Regions from separate parts of the Mus musculus genome. Here region 2 is linked to region 1. The links are chromatin contacts, called in public Hi-C maps. All regions are on one chromosome and are shown on one strand. The core of a region is the stretch at or near the end of the contact, and the rest is flanking DNA. Distances in the headings are between cores, read along the strand shown. Region 1 holds the start of Gm34667 (a long non-coding RNA gene). Region 2 holds the start of Dio3os (deiodinase, iodothyronine type III, opposite strand).

The links. A called contact is a pair of places that touch in the nucleus more often than the background predicts.
Region 2: a Hi-C map of nephron progenitors shows a contact between it and region 1, with 4 times the contacts expected there. The contact joins the promoter of Dio3os here to the enhancer-like site in region 1. A contact is called at or near these places in 5 of 39 promoter capture datasets (cranial neural crest, embryonic stem cells and liver), 13 of 484 Hi-C or Micro-C datasets (beige adipocytes, embryonic stem cells, gonadal supporting cells and 6 more), 9 of 115 datasets of contacts at active chromatin or transcription factors (embryonic forebrain, embryonic stem cells, forebrain and 4 more) and 4 of 9 other capture datasets (adipose tissue, embryonic stem cells, liver and 1 more).

The regions. Positions count from the first base shown.
Region 1 is chr12:110,017,388-110,024,365 of GRCm38.p6, forward strand. It overlaps Gm34667 (a long non-coding RNA gene), which reads right to left and starts at 6,598. Exons shown (of 3, transcript XR_872997.2): 1 at 6,267-6,598. Within about 2 kb of position 2,909, at least 7 of the 459 cell types and tissues checked have an H3K27ac peak or open chromatin away from gene starts, as enhancers often do. A contact at or near this core is called in nephron progenitors, where this site is marked.
Region 2 is chr12:110,275,151-110,282,128 of GRCm38.p6, forward strand. It overlaps Dio3os (deiodinase, iodothyronine type III, opposite strand), which reads right to left and starts at 2,918. Exons shown (of 4, transcript NR_002866.2): 1 at 2,833-2,918; 2 at 2,401-2,599; 3 at 1,476-2,276; 4 at 234-427. It overlaps Dio3 (deiodinase, iodothyronine type III), which reads left to right and starts at 4,080. Exons shown (of 1, transcript NM_172119.2): 1 at 4,080-5,947. The coding sequence starts at 4,082. The coding sequence ends at 4,996. Mir1247 (microRNA 1247) reads right to left here and starts at 2,979; the gene lies at 2,898-2,979.

The DNA of each region.
Region 1 (6,978 bases), core at 1,659-4,158:
AAAAGATGGACCATCTAGTGATTGCCATATGCAGGGATCCATCCCATAATCAGCTTCCAAACGCTGACACCATTGCACACACTAGCAAAATTTTGCTGAAAGGACCCAGATATAGCTCTCTCTTGTGAGACTATGCCGGGGCCTAGCAAATACAGAAGTGGATGATCACAGTCAGCTATTGGATGGGTCACACGGCCCCCAATGCAGGAGCTAGAGATATTACCCAAGGAGCTAAAGGGATCTGCAACCCTATAGGTGGAACAACAATATGAACTAACCAGTACCCGGGAGCTCTTGACTCTAGCTGCATATGTATCAAAAGATGGCCTAGTCGGCCATCACTGCAAAGAGAGGCCCATTGGACTTGCCAACTTTAGATGCGCCAGTACAGGGGAACGCCAGGGCCAAAAAGGGGGAGTGGGTGGGTAGGGGATTGTGGGGGTGGGTATGGGGGACCTTTGGGATAGCATTGAAAATGTAAACGAGGAAAATACCTAATAAAAAAATTAAAAAAAAAAGAGAAATAACCTTTGCAGATAAGCGACTGGAGCTAGAAACGATTCCATGGAGCGAGAGGGTTCAGACCTGGGAAGACAAGTGTAGCCTATTCTCTCTCATCCGTGTCTAACCTGGAGCAACTGCAGAGCCCAGGGGCATCCAAAGGGACCATGGAGAATGGAGAGGGTCTGGAGAAAGCAATAGCAGGGTACAATTGATATGAAGGAAGGAATGGGGAAAACGGGCAAGTGTGGCTTCAGTTGGGCGAGAAGGAGAAAGGACATAGGTCAATCGAGACAAAGAAAGATGAAGAACAAGTACCGTTAAGGATATTTGAAAAACCACAAGGAATATCATGCTGTTTTTATCCACCTAAAATTGCATATAATATATACACACACATGTACACATATGCACACACATATTAAACAAAGGTATGATATTTGGGTTGACAACGCTCCCCCTAAGAGTCACTGACTAGCTGACGAAACCCAAATTCCAAGCAGGTGGACTCCTCTTATAAGTTGTTGCTCAGGGGACTCCAAGCAAGAACAATATGGGCTGTTGCTGTTTCCCCTGGTTGCCTTCCAGAAGTTGGGGAGATGTCGTTTTTGCTACAGACACCACGCACTTTGAACACGGGACTTAGATGGCTTGAGTTGGCTCAAACCTGACAGCCTCCTCTCTTAGGACAAGCTTTCACGGTATCAGAAAGTACCATGCAAACTGCCGAGACAGTGTGATAAGCCTATAGAGTACAATGACCAGCAAGACATACCAAAAAGGGCAATAGTGGTACTCCTATCTTAGCAGTAACCAACAGCTGCTTAAGTGGACATAAGGCCCACTCAACAGGGGGTAAGCTGAGCTTGCCACTAGAAAGCTATCCAACTACTAAGGGGTAAGGAGACCACGGATCCTCGAGGATCTACTACAAGCACTTCACTAGACCAGCACAATTCCTGTGTTCTAAATACCTGTCCTTATATCCACCAACAAGTACAGCTCTCTCCCTCATTAAAGAAACTTCTCTTTGCATCAGACAAAGACTGATTAAAACGGGTCGAGGAACTGATCCCAGGGAGCCTAGCCTCAGTGGATCTAACTCCTATGCCTAAGGCTCAGGGAACGTCTCAGAAATGGAAAGCTTATAAGAGACAGAGGACTGGGAAGTCAGCTGTGAGACTGTGTGTCCTAGAAATAATGGAAAAATGTCGCCAGGGTACCCCAACAATATATCTGCCTAAACCAGACCTGCACAAGGACATTGCGGATAGGCATGCGATTGTAGAAGGGAGAATCTCATAGGGCCCCAACCCTACACAAATAACTGCAGGCAGCTAAGGGATACTGGGACCAAGGTTCCCTAGAGGGGGCTCCCTAACTGGTTATCCAACACTGAAGGGACTTAGCAGGTGTGTGTGTGTTTGTGTGTGTGTGTGTGTGTGTGTGTGTGTGTGTGTGTGTGTGTGTGTGTGTGTCTGCCTGTCTGTCTGTCTGTCTGTGTGTCTCTCTGTGTCTGTCTGTGTGTCTATCTGTTTTGTGTCTTTGTGTCTGTGTCTGTCTGTCTGTCTGTCTCTCTCTCTCTGCATGTGTGTGTCTGTGTATATGTGTGTGTCTGTCTCTCTGTGTGTGTATGTGTGTCTCTGTATGTGCCTCTCTGTGTGTATGTGTGTGTGTCTCTGTGTGTGTTTCTTTGGGTCTGTGTGCCTTTGTGTCTGTCTGTCTGTCTATCTGTCTCTCTGTATATGTGTCTATGTGTGTGTCTCTTTGTGTCTCTGTGTGTGTCTGTCTCTATCTCTCTGTGCATATGTGTGTCTGTGTGTCTCTATATGTGTGTGTCTTTGAGTGTCTGTATATCTGTCTCTCTGTCTTCTCTCTGTCTCTCTCTGTGTGTATGTGTGTGTGTCTATGTGTCTCTTTGTTTCTCTGTGTGTGTGTGTGTGTAAAACAATAACAACTAAAAAAGAGGTCATGACTTTGAGAGGGGTAGGAATTATGGGGTACGGGGGAGGTTGGAGGGAAGAAAGGGAAGCGTGGAAAAATGTAATTATACTTTGAAAAATAAAACAATAGCCCCACAAGCAATCGCTACCTAAAACTTATTTTGACTGTACATGTCTGCATTTTTCATCCCTTTATTTTAAGCCCATCTCCTGAAACAATTTATTACTCATGTCCTCTTTTTTTTTTTTAATCTAAAACGAAAGGCTTTCTTTTAATTGATTCAACCAATTTACATGCCTTGTAATTGCTGCTACAATCAGATTTACTTCAGCTGTTCCGAGCCATTATTTTCTCTTTAACTTTTGTTTTTATTCTTTCTTAAGCCTCCATTAGAAAATGGAGCAGTTTTCAGCTGGTTGAACGTTACACATCTACGGGCTGGAGAGGAGACTCGGGAACTGGGAGCACTGACTGCTCTTGCAGAGGGCCTGGGTCTTTCCCAGTGTCACATGGTAGCTAGCTCTGTGGTTCTAGTTCGGGGATCCAAGCCCCTCCTTTGGCCTCAATGGTGTTCAGACAGGCAAAATGCCATACTCATAGAGCGTAAAACTGTATACACCTTAAAAAAAAAAAGAAGTTAAACTTTTTGTTTGGATGACAGGCTCGTTGTGCTTAGGGAACTCAAGATGAAACAAGTCCAAAAGTCCCCGCAGTCCTCCTGGAATCACACAGGCATCACTTGGAGTTTTACCAGGGGCTTCTCCTAGGCTTGCTTTCTGTTCGGTAAGGCATGACCATACCAAGATGGTGGCTTGGACAAGGATAGATCTCCCTAGCCAAGTTCATTCACTCTCTCGAGTCTCTGTTTAGCATCTCACTGGGGCGTCCAGCAGGAGAACAAAGCCAGTCTGGTTTTCTCTTTAGGGCAGAGGGTCTCTACCTAGAGATCAAGGACAGCCAAGAGGCAGGGGGGTTGGGGAGAGGCAGGACTCAGCGGCAGCGACAAGGTCTGCCCATGCTCCTGCCTGGAATTCACACTGGAGCAGAAGTACCACAAATGTGGTGGCTGTGGTTCAACTCACCAAGGGGAGTGAAAATGGAGACGGCAGCAAGGCACCGGCAAGCACAGGCTATCAAAATACCATCTCCCTGCCCGGCTGACTAAATGGGACTTTGGGAATGGGAAGCCTCCCACGAGTAAACAAACACAAGGGTTCCTGCCCGTGTAACAGGATAAGATGGAAAACACATTAAATGATGAAACCCTGTTTAAAAGGCGCAAGTCAAAACAAATAAATTAGCTTAGCTTGTTATGAAACAACAATACCCACTGCCCTCACCCCACCCCACCTCCAACTCCAACTCGAGGTCTTCTTTCTGGCATAAACCCCGGGGTTTTGGCAAAATTTAAGATGGCTTGAGAGTACAGTGCGTGCCTTTGGGCCGGCCTGCCGGCTTTATTATGTGCGAGGTCTACATCAGTTCCACATCTGGCAGGCTTCCCCCTGAATCCTCTCTTGCTCCCAAAGAGAGCCATGAGTTCTCTCTGCTCCTGCAGCCTGCTCCCCAAAGCCTTCCTGGGGCCGGGCCTCTGGCTGGTGCTGCCCTGACTGCAGGGCATGGTGGGAGATGGTTGGTTATTGCTTTTCAGGTTGAGCCCTGCTGGGTCTCCTCTTCCTTCCAAAAGGAAGTCTCATTTCCAGTCCCGCTCGCAGCAGCCCTCCCTGCCCTTCCAAGGGGATGCTGAAGGGATCTGTTTCTGATAAGCCTTAACACTCTGATGACACCCTAGCCTAGAGAGCTGCTGACCACCCTTCAAGACTCGGTGACAGTGTGGGTTCTAAGGAAGCCACCGTGGAGAGATTGGTGACCCGTTCTAAAAATTTCTGCCACAGAATCTCTGAGATCAACTTGTTGCTTATGTGCCCCAAAGTTAACATAATATTCGCTGGCCTTATAATAGATGATCCTGGATCGGCCCCGGTGGGGGGAGGTACGAGGAGGAGTGTCTCCTTGGTATCCAGAGACCCTTCAATGGGAAAGACCGAGGTAGGAGTGAAAAGAGGCTGGGCCCACCATCCCCGGGTGGGGGAAGGGGCCACCGGCCAAGGTCAGGGCTGGCGGCTGGTCACTATGTTCCCAGTTCTGAAACAAGCACAGACAACGGGAACTCTGAATGTGACGATGAGGGATGGGATCTATGCGATCAGTAAACAATCAGAATAGTGGGGTGGGGGAGGGAAAGAGAGGGCTATGACTCAGTTAATAGAGTGCTTCTTGGCACACATGAACCCCTGGGTACAATCTCTCACACCACATTAAACCCCAGCACTTGAGGTGGCAGGCAGGGCAGGGTGGGGGGAGGGTGATGAAAAGGTGTGTATAAGCAGTTGAAAGTCAACCGGAGGTATGAGGCCCAGCCTCAGAAACAAAGAACAAACATAGCAGCAGCAGCAACAACAACAACAACTGGGCTGCATAGTTTGGTGTCAAGTTGACACAGAAAAGAGGAAGGAACCTCAGTTAAGAAAATGTTCCCAGCTGGGTGGTGGTGGCTCACGCCTTTAATCCCAGCACTTGGGAGGAAGAGGCAGGCGGATTTCTGAGTTTGAGGTCAGCCTGGTCTACAAAGTGAGTTCCAGGACAGCCAGGGCTACACAGAGAAACCCTGTCTTGGAAAAGAAAGAAAGAAAGAAAGAAAGAAAGAAAGAAAGAAAGAAAGAAAGAAAGAAAGAAAGAAAGAAAGAAAGAAAGGAAGGAAGGAAGGAAGGAAGGAAGGAAGGAAGGAAGGAAGGAAGGAAGAAAGAAAGAAAGTGTTCCAATAAGACAATAAGATAGGGCTGTAGACAAGCCCGTAGGACGTTTCCTTAATGAGTGATTGATGGGGGAAGGCCCAGTGCATTGTGGGTGGTCCCAGCTCTGGGTTCTAGAAGAAAGCAGGCTGAGTGAGCATATCAGTCAATCAGCAGCACCTCTCCATGGCCTCTGCTCCTGCCTCCGGCTCCCTGCCCCGAATTCCTGTCCCAACTTCTTGGGCTGATGAGCAGTGATGTGGAAGTGTAAGCCAAATAAATCTTTGCCCCTCCCCCAGGCTGCTTTTGGTCATAGTGACTCCTCACAGCAGATAGTAACTCTAACTAAGACACCTCTCAGAGCAGCAATTTAAAAACCCCAAACCCAAAACAACAATCGTCGCCCCTAGACAAAAATAATGTCCTTGGCCGGAGAGCTTGCTTCATCAATTTTCCTGATGGAGAAACTCTTGGTCTCCAGGCCTCTCTTTCCCTAACACACTGCCCCCGTTGTGACTGGCTTCTTTCTCTTTCCAGTTCTGCTATGCATTAACCTTCCCCCAGCCTTGCCTGTTCCCAGGGTGTCCTGAGCATGTCTGAGGTAGACTTGATGTCCCCCGGGACTATTATCTCAAGTTTCAACCTTCAGGTCTCTTCATGTAGCTCAAAAGGAGGACCCAGAAGGTCTGCAGAGCCCCGTTGCCTATGGCAGGAGCATGCCCTGTAACTGACCAACACCCTGCAGTGCACCGTGGGAATGGGGGCTTGCAATGCTATTAGCCTCAGCCATGAGTTAATGAAGAACACGCATGCCCTGTGCTCTCTTCTCTAATGGAATGCACTGCAGAATAATGAGATTCCACACAGCGGCCTCTCTCAAAGCTGTGGGGGACATGGCACCCCGCCTCAGAAGTGCTGGTGCAAAGTAGAATTCGGGGGTCTCCTGTAACTTGGAAGAATGCTCCAACTACAGTCTCCACCACCCACATGTGATGGTAGAGTACCACTCCCCCCCCCCCCCCCACACACCTGTAAAAGATCACTGCAGATCTGGGAACAGGAGACAGCAGAACAGCCTCTACCCAGTGAGGGACTCCAGGACCAGCCAATACCTGCCGGTTGCTGTCCAGCTAATACCGCACAACTGCTTGCTGCTGGATCCAGCTCCTTTCTCAGGTCTCTCACTGTCCAGAGTCACCAGCAGAGGCTGGCTGGCTGATGACCACCAACTGGTAGTCACCCGAGTGTCAGGAAAGTGTGTCTGTGATTACCCAATTCCTGTCCTGCCCACAGTTCACTCTTGCAGAAGGTAGGCTCAGGCTCAACCTTCCCTGGGTCTTTTGTGTTCTCTACTCGCAGCTTCAAGCATCCACCACCTGAAGCAGACAGTGACATCCCCCCCCCCTTTCTTCTTCTTATAAAACAAATACTCTCCATGAAGGCAGACATTCTTCCCAGGGAGCAAAGGAAACTTCTGGCACTGGTGATTCTTGGTGACAGAGCAACTCCAGGCCACCCATGGGCCACTGTGGGCCACTTGACATGCCTCTAAAGGAACAACTGTCACCATGGGAATCAGGGATATACACAGGATGCCTTCCTTAAGGAGGGAGAGGCATAGATGCTTGTTAAGACCACAGGAATAATTGACAGCAGTTTCCAGATCTTTCTACTGGAGATCACGCGAGTACAGACACCCAGCAGGTCAGACAACATGGGGACCGTAGCCAACCACAAGCAG
Region 2 (6,978 bases), core at 1,668-4,167, 260 kb after region 1:
TGCACAGCCTAGAAAAGGAACCGGGATAAAGTGGGCAGGTGGAGGGCATATTCGTTAGATGCCACACCCAAAAGGGGATGTTCCACGGAGCCAGTCCTAGATGACCTCACTCAGGCCTGCTGCCACCAACATGTCCTACCTTGCTTGCTTACCGCCGCCGTGTGCAGAGGGCAGAACGACACATCTAGAAATTCTCCCCAAACCCGGTTTTCAGTAAGTCCACACTGTACACGTTTCTCATTGCACAAAGCTTTATTGGGCCCCTCCCAGAAGTCTCTCCAAGGGATCCCGCCTGGGCCAGCCTGGGAGGTCTGCTGGGCAAACACAGAAATGCATCTGCTGAACAGGCTGCTGGCCACTGAGGAAGAAGGGCCAGGAAGAGGGAGTGTGCTCCTTCAAGAAGAGTCCAGGCAGAAAGTGGGCTCCCCTGTATGAGGAAGGGTGGGGCCAGGTCAGACCAGGGCTTTAGAAGAACAGGAGGACTATAGGGGTGGAGGGAGGAAAGAGAAGGGCAACAGGAACACCATGGGTGGAAGTTCAGAGGAAGGAAAACCTCAAGTGTCCAGAGACCAGGGTGGGGGAAGCAGACCAAGAGCGACAGGAGTGACGGTCAAGGAAGACTGAGCCCATGTAACCAGGGCATGATGAGATGGGGTCAGACCCAGGGCACAGGACTGTTATTCTCTGATGCTCTTCTCTAAATCTAGGGGCTGGGCCATCTTTTCTGAGTGCGTAGGAAATACCCCGGCTGGGAGACATAGAAGCCAGTGGCAAGACCCACCAACCTGCATGGGTGTCTCCTGACAGCCTTGGGAATGGGAGGCAGAGACTATGCCTGCCACACACTGCACACCAACCCCACCCGGAGGCTAGGAGATGAAGGGGTTAGTGTCAGGCCCTCTAAGCACTCCTTCCCTGGCAGACCACTACTACCCAAATCTTGGGAGTGGAAGACTGGCCAAAGGCCAGTCCTCCTCAGTCATGCCAGGACCTTGGCCCTCCTCCTCCACCAAGTTGGTCCAAGATACCAAATGGACCCAGCCCAGTGCATCCCTCCTTTCTCTCCCTGTCTGCCCTCTGCTGGAGCTGGGAGAAAGCAGGCAGGAGAGCCCAGAGCATACCATCCCACCCCGGCTCTTGAAACAGGACAAGTACCCCAACTTGTGTCCCTTCCCAAATCTGCCAGGTCCACTGAGGCCTACACCCCTCATGGATTTCAGAAGAGTCTTGGCCTTGGGCCAGTATTCATGTTCTAGACCACTGGGACAAGACAAGATAGTTTAAGTAACTGGTAGAAAGGCTGAGAACTACAGCTAGTTAGGGGTGCTCCCCTGAAGGGCATGGGAAAAGAGGACTGGGGAGGAAAATAGAGATGAGGAGGAACCGCAGAAAGGTAGGGAGCACTGGTGTGGTTGTCAAGCCAGGTATGTGTCCCCAAAGCCAGAATCACTGGCACCCCTTGGGTCTTTCCTCACCTGTACAGGATGCCAGGGAAGTCGAAGGCCTGGGTTCTTCATCCAAGGCTCTGGAATCCTGAGGTGTGGGGTGTAGCCTATTTCCCACACAACACCCGCCCCTGTCCAGAAATGTGGATGGCAGGGTTTCCCAAGTGTCCCATATCAGAAAGGGGTGATGTTCAGGGGTGACTGGTCCCATAGAGCAGGACCAGAAGGACTTCTATCTGTCCCAGACTATGGCTGCCACATGGCATATGCACCTACACACATAATGCGAGAAGGGGAGGATCGGCCTCATATCCCTGTCCCAGGTCCTTATAGGAAGAAGCAGGACACAAGCCCTAGACTGGTATCTCCCAGAGATGAGGGGATCTTGGGCTGAAGAGAACTATCTCTTGCTCTACCCAAGACAGCGCCCAGAAGCTCCCAATCTGTCTCTCAGACTCTCCAGCCAGAGTCTCTTCTCACTTTACCACCTAAGTCTGAAAGAGAGTGGGGGGGGGGTTGATCTGTAAGCTCAGAGGAGCCCTGCTTAGGGATAGAACCATGAGTGGAACCCCCAGCCAGGCACGTTCAGGGAGATTTCTGAAGTCCTCCTGAAAGACCTTACAAAGAGTGCTAGAAACAGCAAAGGAGTCTGATGGCTTCCTTCAGGTGGGAAGTGCTGATGTTTACTCCCTTGCCCCCAGAGCAGAGACATCCTCTGACCCAGAGGGAGAAGAGCCACTTTCACAGGCTGTTCACAGGCAGCACACTCCAGATCCAGCTGCTCTGGCGGCCACAGGTCCCGCGACCGAGGGACTCCCTGGGCAGAGCATCCTGCCAGGACAGCAGAAACCAGGTGGTGAGGGCGGGCGCCTACCTGGGCGCCCTCTGGGCTACTTGAGGTCGACTTTTCCGGACAAGTTCCATGGCTAATGGAAAGTGGTCTGACTGTGCTCACCCTCCCGAGACGCCAGCGCGGTCTCTGGTAGAGAAAGTTAGGTAGCTGGTCTCTCCCGAGAGGGCGATGCATGGGACGCAAGCAGCTGGAGCTGTAGTATCCGGCTGGGGTCCCGTTACCCCAGAGAAGGCCCCTGTGAGTGCTGGAGCATTCTAGGGAGTGCGATTCTTAGGCGCTGCCTTCGGGTTGAGGCCTTGACCTGAGGGGTCATTGTGAGGTGTATCTAAAGTGGAACTTGCTTAGGGTCTCGAGGACCCCAGGTCAAGCAGCCCCGCCGCCCCTGAACCCAAGTCTCCAGCAGTGCGCCACGCGCAGAGACAGATTAGGAGGTCTGCGCCGCTGTGGCAGAGCCGACCAGAGCCCCACGCTGTTGGGGAGTTGCCCCGCACCCCTAAAAAGCCTCAGCACACGTTCCCTGTTGAAAGTACGCACTTTACGCGTCCGGGCGCCTCCGCGGTTGAGTCGGGCCGCCGCGCTCCGAGTTCGCGAAGGTGGCTCAGTTCGGGCGCTCCAGTCTCGACGTTCCCGGGGCAGAGAGCAACGTCCGGGGACGAACGGGACGGGTGCGCCCGGCGGCCGGGGCTGCGCCGGGCGAGGCAAGCGGCGAGAGGGGAGCGCTCCCGCGTTCAGGCAACAGCTACCCCTAGTGGGAGAGCCGCCCGGGGCCGGCGCCGCCCCGCGCCCGCTGCCCCGCGCCCCGCGCCCGCAGCGCCCCGCGCCCAGGGCGTCCCGGAGCCGGCCGAGGGCGAGGCCCGGCGTCGCTTGCCGCGACTCTCCGGGTCTCCCGAGCTGGGCGCCAGCCCACCCGCGGGCCCTGCCCTCGGCACCTCCGGGCTGGAGCCGAGGGGCAGCTGACCCGGGAACCGCGGCGTCCGGCGGGAGCGAGATGGGACGGGGCGGGCGCGGCGCGGACTGGGGCGGCGCGCGGCAAGCTCGGGCAGCGGCGGGGGGCGCGGAGCGCGGTGTGCGTGGCGGGGCGGTGCGGGGGGCGGCCGTGTGCGAGGCGCGAGTGTGAGCGCGCGCGGGAGGCGGGCGGACGGGCTGCGGCAGTCGAGCGGCGCCCGCGGGCGAGCGGGGAAGGCGGCGGGAACCCAAAGTTGCCTCCTCGCGGGCCCGCGTCCCCGGCGGGGCTGCAGCCGGGGGCCGGCCGAGCGGCGGCCGCAGACCTGGACTCCCGCGGTACCTGGGCAGCGACCCCGCACGAGCAGCAGCAGCGTGGGCGGCGTTGGCGGCGGCGCGCGGGAAGCGAACCGGAGCTCCGGCGCGGCGCTGCGGCCGCCGGGGAACTCAGCTCAGGTGCGCGGCGAAGAGGGCGCGGGCTGGGACCCGCCCGCTGGGACCTAGGAGGTGCGAGGCGCTTGCGCGGGTTACACCATTGCCACCACTGACTGCTTGGCTCTGAGATCGGGCTCCTAGTCCCTGGACACAGCGGCTTCGGGGTCCCCCGCCCCTGAGAGCGGGCTGCGGGACTCAGGCCCGCCCCTGCCAGCCCCGGGACGCACCGCTCCACCCTCGACCAGCCTGCGCCCGCCCTCGACCCAAGATTTCTGGGGCATTGGCCGCGCCTCTGGGTGATCCCTCCGGGCTCAAGTTGCAAGGGGGCGGGCCCCGGTCGGAGGTGGAGTCTCCCGCCAATTCAAGCTTTGACTATAAATTGAGCTCCCAGAGCACCGAGGACCAGATGCCTCGCCAGGCCGCCTCGAGGTTGGTGGTCGGAGAAGGTGAAGGGCCCCCGGGGGCTTCGGGGCCCGCGGCCACCATGCTCCGCTCTCTGCTGCTTCACTCGCTGAGGCTCTGCGCCCAGACCGCCTCGTGCCTCGTGCTGTTCCCGCGCTTCCTAGGCACGGCCTTCATGCTCTGGCTTTTAGATTTCTTGTGCATCCGCAAGCATTTCCTGCGCCGTCGCCATCCTGACCACCCTGAGCCCGAAGTAGAGCTCAACAGTGAAGGCGAGGAGATGCCCCCTGACGACCCGCCCATATGCGTATCAGACGACAACCGTCTGTGCACCCTGGCCTCTCTCAAAGCCGTGTGGCATGGCCAGAAATTGGATTTCTTCAAGCAAGCCCATGAGGGTGGCCCAGCGCCCAACTCGGAGGTTGTCCGACCTGATGGCTTCCAGAGCCAGCGCATCCTCGACTACGCACAAGGGACCCGCCCGTTGGTGCTCAATTTTGGCAGCTGTACCTGACCACCGTTCATGGCGCGGATGAGCGCCTTCCAGCGCCTGGTCACCAAGTACCAGCGCGACGTTGACTTCCTTATCATCTACATCGAGGAAGCCCACCCATCCGACGGCTGGGTCACCACAGATTCACCCTATGTCATCCCCCAGCACCGCAGCCTGGAGGACCGTGTCAGCGCAGCGAGAGTACTACAACAAGGTGCACCTGGCTGTGCTCTGGTCCTGGACACTATGGCCAACTCTAGCAGTTCCGCATATGGTGCCTATTTTGAGCGCCTCTACGTCATCCAGAGTGGCACCATCATGTACCAGGGAGGCCGTGGCCCCGACGGTTACCAGGTGTCTGAGTTGCGCACTTGGTTGGAGCGCTATGATGAACAGTTGCATGGTACTAGGCCACATCGATTCTAAATAACCAAGGGACAAGTGACTGAATTGGTGGGCCGGGTCTCCTGGGCCTTCGAAGCCCACGTGCAAATGCTCCAAAGAAAGTCAAAGGTTGTGGGGGATCCCCATGACACAGATGAGCACAGCCACAGAACTCAGGCTGAGTCTGGCTAACTTGAGACTCTGCTATAGTGACTCCCTTTTGTACGTTTTTGGCTTGCTCTCAGGAGCATTGCTGTGGCTCGAACTGACAGCTTTGTCCCTGCTGGAGTTTACCTGCTGGACTTTCTGACACCAGGTCTCCAGCGCTGCTTCGGCAAAGCGCGAAAGTCCCCAGCATTTCACAGCTCGGACTTGTTGGCCACGCCCGCGCGCCCTGAGCGCAGCTGGGTTCCAGCAGCGCCTCAGGCTCTAGCTAGTTGCCTGGCACCCACCTGTCGAGCGCAGGGAGTCCTGCTGCTTTTGTGTTTATTTCTTATCCCTGGGTTGGGGGAGGGGCTCGAGATAGGGAAAGGGTGGGCAGGGTAATTTCCCCGCCTAGCTTTGGGTGCGCTGGAGCCCTGGCTGCTGATGACGAACCGCCTCTAACTGGGCTTGACCACGGGTCGGCTCTGAATTGCAGAGAGGCTCGAAACAGCGCCTAAAGTAAGAGGGGGAGAGTGCTCTGGGTTCCACAGGGAACCGTCGAAAAAGGGGTGGAAGAGGGACATGGTAAGGGATGGACTTCGAGACCAAAGGAAGTGGCTTGGGGAATCAATCTGCGAGGTTCGCAGGTCCCCAGGAGGGATGCGAGAACTTTTTGGAGAAGGGATTAGTTCTAAGACAAGGAGAAGGGGAAGAACTTGGGAGTCCTAGGCAGAAAGCGCGGGTTGTGGGGCGGGGTGAAGACCAATCAGTGAATGTTGTGTTGGAAACATTCCTTGTGTATAAACTTTTAAGCTACAATAATAAAGACTTGAAGGAAGTTGCTCTGATTGCCTTTGGTCCGTTTATTTTCTCGTGTCTTTGAAAAACCAAAAAGAACTAAACACAAATTTCTCCCTGGCATCCCCATAGTGACTCTAGGGGAAAGTAGGGACGGGAAAGAACCCAGGTCCTGCAGGGGTGGGGGGGGGCTGGAGATGGGCGGAGGAGGAAGGAGTTTCCCTGGGATGGCAAATGCACTTACACGTGCCACACCTGCGCAGAGAACTTCAGGCCAGAAGAAGACTCATGAGAGACCCATGAGGAGATTGGTGAGGCAATGGGGTGATCATTTGCTATGGTGCGCGAGCGCAGTAAGACAATTTTAGCGCTGTCTAACTTTTCCCAGCTTTGGGTGGTATGGGGAGAAAGGTGCTGTGTAAGGCGAGACTGGACCTCCAAGCTCGCCCCCTGGGTTACCATTGCACCCCTGGCCCAGCCCTCCTTAGCAGTGTCGCACCTGTGGAATTGTCTACCACCATTCCTCCAGGTTGCTGGGAGGTACGACCAGAAAGGCGCATAGGGCCAGTGTCTCCATTACTCAGGCACAACTCCCACATCTGGGTGGGGGGGTGCTTGGGGTGTTCTCGTGCCCGGGACACCCGCTTACCAAGCCTCAGCCAAACCTCACTGCCGCCCACCCCTCACCATGCTATGGGGTGGAAAGCAGAGGAGAGAAGGAATATGAGAAAGATGTGGGTGGAGGAAGGTGGGGAGGGAGGTCGCGCGGCGGCTGGCACCCATCCCTGTGCAGCCATGGCCAGGCGCTCGCGAGCGCTAAGCTCGCCCTAGATCTTTCCCCATACAGCTCAGTGAGTTGAAGGAAGCTCCCAGAACACAAGAGATCAGTGCGCCCCGCATCTCGTTTTGCTGATGACATTTTAGCAGAAAAAGTAAGATGAACAGAGAAGGGGGCCTAAGGCCAGAGTTGAGGCTGGGAATGAAAGAACAGCTAGCCCAGGGCCTTCAGACTAGGTGGGGGGTGGGGGGTGGGGGGATGAGGGGCGGGCTGAAGGATGTGAGGCACGCATCTTGGGACATAG